Regions from separate parts of the Mus musculus genome. Here region 1 is linked to region 2. The links are chromatin contacts, called in public HiChIP or PLAC-seq maps. All regions are on one chromosome and are shown on one strand. The core of a region is the stretch at or near the end of the contact, and the rest is flanking DNA. Distances in the headings are between cores, read along the strand shown. Region 1 overlaps Hook3 (hook microtubule tethering protein 3). Region 2 overlaps Kcnu1 (potassium channel, subfamily U, member 1).

What was found. HiChIP or PLAC-seq counts read pairs in DNA pulled down with a chosen protein or histone mark.
Region 1: a FOXA1 HiChIP or PLAC-seq map of pancreatic cancer cells shows a contact between it and region 2. The contact joins two enhancer-like sites. A contact is called at or near these places in 1 of 115 datasets of contacts at active chromatin or transcription factors (pancreatic cancer cells) and 1 of 9 other capture datasets (embryonic stem cells).

What each region holds. Positions count from the first base shown.
Region 1 is chr8:26,021,801-26,024,793 of GRCm38.p6, forward strand. It overlaps Hook3 (hook microtubule tethering protein 3), which reads right to left. Exons shown (of 22, transcript NM_207659.3): 22 at 1-2,993. Among named protein-coding and RNA genes, the nearest start is that of Fnta, 7.7 kb to the left of the region's middle. Within about 2 kb of position 1,676, at least 58 of the 459 cell types and tissues checked have an H3K27ac peak or open chromatin away from gene starts, as enhancers often do. A contact at or near this core is called in pancreatic cancer cells, where this site is marked.
Region 2 is chr8:25,886,352-25,889,051 of GRCm38.p6, forward strand. It overlaps Kcnu1 (potassium channel, subfamily U, member 1), which reads left to right. Exons shown (of 27, transcript NM_008432.3): 11 at 355-460. Among named protein-coding and RNA genes, the nearest start is that of Kcnu1, 38 kb to the left of the region's middle. Within about 2 kb of position 1,415, at least 11 of the 459 cell types and tissues checked have an H3K27ac peak or open chromatin away from gene starts, as enhancers often do. A contact at or near this core is called in pancreatic cancer cells, where this site is marked.

The DNA.
Region 1 (2,993 bases), core at 426-2,925, 140 kb after region 2:
GGAGGGAAATACTTGAACACAGTTTTGTTAAATCTGAGTTGAGGCGAGGAATGCAGAGCCCAAAGTGGACATCGTTTCTAGATTACGATGATGAGGAATATATCCTCAGAACTCTCGACTGAATTGTCAGCCAGAGGGGGAATCTCTTACAGAACAAAGGAGGGACGTTATAAACGGCTGGCAACCTAACAATGAGAGAACTGCAACAAACCTGGAAGTTATTCTTCACAGTACAAATTATTATGAATTATAGAATCCATAAATGCCAAAATTAGGAATGACAATGATATTTTAGTACATCTTAATTGCAAATAACTAAATCTATGGGAAAAAAGAAAACAAGTAAATTGTTATGAAAGTTAAGTGCCAGGTCTCTGATTGGCATCTGTGTACAGCCATTTTCTACATTTATAATAAGATGTCACTTAGAACATACTGAAATTATCCGTGACTAATGAGTCTTTGTAGAATACATATTCAATTAGGCTCCCGAGAAAACAAAAGAATGAACTCCTACCATTTGCTCTTCTGTACTGAGTTACAGTAACGACCCCGTGACTTGTTTGGAAATTGACAATAATGTTCTGATTCTGCTGCCTGATCATCAACGCAGACGAGAAAGAGAAAGTGCGATCACGCCTGGGCAGGAAAGGCTTCACTAAGCTCAGTCTTAGCCGAGAGTGGTAGAGCACACCTCTACACCTCTAACCCTGGTACTCAGGAGGCGGAGGCAGGAGGAGCTGAGGAAGTTCTGGGCCAGCCGAGGCTAAAAAGAGAGATGCCTCCAAATAAAAAAAAAATATGATCACTAAAGTATTCTAGTATGCAAGGCCTTAGGTTGGATCTCCAATACTGCAAAACTCCAGAAAAGCAAAAAACAAAACAAAACTAACAGAGTCAGACACTTTTAAAAGACGTCCCTTAGTTTGATTTGAAAACGTTCAGCATAATCCTTTAAATTAAATGAAGTACTTTAGTATAGTGAAGGAAACTCAGTTCACATTTCTAATACTTTCATAGTTAATCATATTCTGTAACAGCAAATGTCTGCTTCATTCAGAAAAGGTTGGCTGATTCACCACTGAAGCAGGTACGAGCTGGGGGCCGAGTAACCTAACGACTTGGCCCTGACTGTACTTTTGAAGTAGAAGACAGCCAATCATGAATGTACAGCTTATAGGGCAGAAACGGTGACTTTCATAAGATATAAATAGATTTAAATAATATAGGGCTATGATGCTAACTAACTTTTATTTGAGTATAAGTTAAATATTTATTATCAGTTTCTCCTGGATGACAACTAATGTCAATTTAAAAATATGAAAGGAAGAAATGAGTGAAAATATTATGAAATAATTTATAAAATGATTTAATTATATCAATTGATAACTCATTGATAATTTGTTGGGAAGAGTATACTAAAAAAGTCACAATATGAGGCTTTCATTTCTTTTCCCAAGGCCAAAATATTGGTATAAAACTTTTATAAGAAATACTTTTCACCTGTTAATCCCTTTAGCAACTTCTAGTGAGCTGACCTGTATTTTCTTTCCTTTTCTGGCACAGTTTTCTGCACTGAAGGAATGGCCTACATCCATGCTGCCCACTGGCCACGCCTGAACACTGAACAACTGAGAAATGATTAGAGTATCAAGTGGAGATGGAATTTCACCATGCAGCCCTGAATGGCCTCGCCTTGTAGAAAGCCTCTTACCCCAGCCTTTCAAGTGCTAGAATCACAGGCTATTACACATGGCAGGAGGTACAGACTTGGCCTAGAACCCACTCTGAGTAGATTAAAAAGAAGCTCGAAGTTAGGATAGCTAGGAACATTTACAGAGACCATGCTTAAAACACGGTCTGTGGTTTTGTACTCCTGCACTTTTGCTTCAGTTTTGAGACAGGCTGGATTTGCATTTTCTGTTGCCTCATCTGACTTCACACTTGTGATCCTGGTGCCTGAGCCTGCTGCTGGGATTATGGGTGTGTGCCACCATCCTGGCTTTCTAAGTTTTAGTTCTGGAAAGGAGAACAAGGTCTCTATTTCCTTAAAGCTGAATGTGGACGTCTCTACTTCAACGCTGCTTCCTTCTATGTGACTGACTCAGAAGTAAACTTCATCAGTGTGTGTGAGTGTGTGTGTGTGTGAGTATGTGTGAATGTGAGTATGAGGGGGGAGGGCAGGGTGTGCTTGCCAGCCGACAGACTTTGATTGATTGACTCTGGACTGGAGCCAGGTAGTCTTGTGCAATTTAGCCACATATTCTGCTACTGGAGCTAGGTTCCTTGGCCCAAAACACACCAACTTTTTACAGTACTAAAACATGCATATCTTTTTAAAACAAAGCAAAACCAACATTAAGTGTTTTTATGAGCCAGTTTCCCCATTCTCTGGCAGTCATCATGCGTGAAACAAGCGCCAGTGCGTGTGGTCTCTAACATGACTGCTACTTTCATGTTGCAAATGGAAAAATTCTGGGTCTAAAAAACTCACTACCAGTACAAGATGAAACCTTTGCAAGTTAAAGTTAAGAAAAAAGCCAAGGTAAAAACCGAAAACAAATCTCAGTATAGCAACTATTTCTGCAATACCTGGCACCTCTACCGATTTCCTTTTGAAATCACCTTTCCTCCGTTTTTAGCCGATCTGATTGCTTAATTACTGGAATATCTTGTTTCCTTCTCTCTTTGGGATTTGCAATAGTGTGTGTGTGTGTGAGCAACAAGTAGGGACAGTCTCGAGGTTTTTATTTTAGGAGACAGCACCTTAAAGGGTAAGAAAAATCTCATTCAACAGAAAAGTGTTTAGTGAGTAGAGCACTTGCCCTGGAGTGCACGAGGCCCTAGCTTCAATTCCTAGCACAAACCCCAAAAGCTGGCTTCACAGCATTGTTATAAAATAGACTTCCCAGTTATAAGCGTGTTTCCAGACTCTGAATCCTGAGACTGAGGTGCCAACAGGAAACAGCACGTACAGCAGAAATGGAGCACTA
Region 2 (2,700 bases), core at 165-2,664:
CTACCTTGTATAGGTCATCACGGAGAGCATGCTGGTGCTCTTAACTACTGTGCTGTCTTTCCAGCCCCCGAATGCTGTATCTGGGTGATGGAATTGGTTTCGTTATCTGGTGATTCATGTTTGCATGCATTATTTGATTTGGGGGTTTTGGTTTTGAGTCACTGTGATGGCTCAGGCCTGATCCGCACCCTCATTTGTGGACCTAGTTAGCTGTGTCCGCATTCTCTGGCTGTACGGACTCATAATGGAATGCGGGTGTCTTCTGACGGAACTGGGGATTTAGAGCGATCGGCTAACAGCCGCCAAACAAGGCCTGCCTCCGGGCTTTCCCACCTTTGCCACTGTTTCGCCTAGGACTCTCCCTTGCTTGGAACTGGAGACCTTACTGAAGTGCCACACATCCTGTACCAACTTCGTATGCGGCACCGCACTGAAGTTCGAGGATCTGAAGCGAGTTGCAGTAAGATCTAACTCACTTTCTCTGTCCCTTCCCTAAGCCATGTTGCTTTGCCAGAAGCCAACAGTCCAGGTTTGACCGTAGGAGAACGCAGCTTCCATGATTTTAGAAACTGATAGTGTAATAACTGACTAACGAATCCTTCTTGACCTGTACCAAGTCAACCTCAATGTTGATCTATTCCATCAAATTCTCTATGGGATTTTATTTTATTACTTAAGAGGTCCGGAGAAGGTTACAGATAACAAAGGCGTATATTCTTTTACCTCTTTTCTTTTTAAAAGTATTTTTAAGAAAACATTTATTTGCACAGTATATGGTGCAACCCCCCCCCTTTGTTTTTATGTATTCTTTAAGGATTTTATATATACATAGCATATGTTTTACTTATAGTCACTCCACTCCCCATCCAGCTCTTTCTGGATTCCTCCATGACTCACTCCCTCTCAGCTCTCTCTCTCTCTCCCTAATCCAACCTGTGCTGCCCATATACACATGGGTATGGGATCCTTGACTGGCTCAAGGTCAACCCCAGGAACCACACCCCTAAGAAAAACTGACTCCCTAGTAGCCATTAACTGTCAATGGCTCCTCTGCTTTTGGCTTGTGTGCTCCTCCACAATCCGGGCTGACTTGTTCACTGGCTCCCTCCTGTATAGGTCTTATGTAGGCAAGAAAAGCTACCATGAGTTCATAGGTGCAACAGCCCTGTCATGCCCAGAAGATACTGTTTTGTCCCGGAACTCCTCAGCCTTTGGCTCTAAGGATCTTTCCACGATGCACTTTGGCTATGTTCTGAGCCTTTGGGGTGAAAGGGTGTGATACAGATGTCCACTTTGTGGCTAATCATTTGACAGACACTTAATCTCTGCACGTTGACCAGTTGTTAGTGTATGTTTTGATTGCTGTCCACTCCATAAACTTCTCTGATAAGAAGCTACACTTAGCTATGGGTATAGAAATGATGCATTCAGAAGGTGTTTTGATAGTATGTCCATTTAGCAAGAGTAGATTCTCCCCTGGTGCCTGTGAGCTTCCGGCCATGGGTTTGTGCCACAGACCCTCTAGGTCCCTGGTCTGTGAAGAACGGGATTTCTTAGGCAGATGGGCAAAGAAGTCGGGTGAAAAGTGACAGACAGATACACAGGTGGTGTTGGATCTGAATGTAATGTTCTGGTTGAGCTTCAGACTTATATTACAACGAATTATCAGAGGATACAAATCACAAAAAGACAAGATACACTGAAATTCACCAGTTACAGCAGAAAGGAATTTACAGGGACTAATTAAATGTTTACATTAGGGATAACAAGCCCTGCCTAGGATCAGCCTAATGCCAGGCAAGAATTTCACACTTTAAGGTTAAAAGCATCAGGGGGTTGTTAACTCTTGACAGGCCTTAAGAGTAATGCACTATCACAGAGCTCTAAATTCTTAGGTCTAATAAAACTTATCTTGTCTGGAGAGTTTCCCCTTATCAGGGTAGTATATCAACTTATACTTGACATGGAATGTAGCCTGTAGTAAAAGATTTCTATCTCAGTGAGACTTTTAGTCTCTATCTACAGACAGCTGAGTAAATAGCAGATGTTTATATTGTTTTATGATGCAGCTTAATTAGTTACTGAATAGGTTAAACTCCTTGCTGCTATCTGGAATCTAAGAACACTGGAAAAAGGCTTTAGCTATGTTAGAATACAATCTTAAAAGGCATTTACTATAAGGTAATACTATATAGAGTGCACGTGAATCTATACACTAGATTAATGTGGTGGAAATTTGAATATAATGGGTTAGGGAAAGAGATGCCATAACTCTGGGAGGAAAATTTCCCTGGACTCTTATCCTCGTGAAACAGCTTCCAGGCTTTTCGCCTGACAAACCGATCCAAACTGGAGAGTTGGCTTTCGCCAGAATATCCAGGAGGAGAGTCCTAGAAATTCATTTCTCATGAGCAGCTTTTTGGCATTTCTGCCTCACAAGCTGACTCCACCAGAGTATCCTGACAGGTTTGGGTTTACAGTAACAGCTTCTTTCTATTCCCAGGCCTTAAGTCTAACCACAGTTGATTATTCCTGTATCATTCATACCACCATTACGTCCATGGGCATAGTTTGCTAGGCCAGCTAATACTGTAGCTTGCAAGGCTCATAGCTGGGGAAGCCTTTTCTGCTGATGGCTCCTCCCAACCCAGATCCCCTTCTTAAATATTGGTAATGCCTTAATAAGTTAAACCTGAAGAC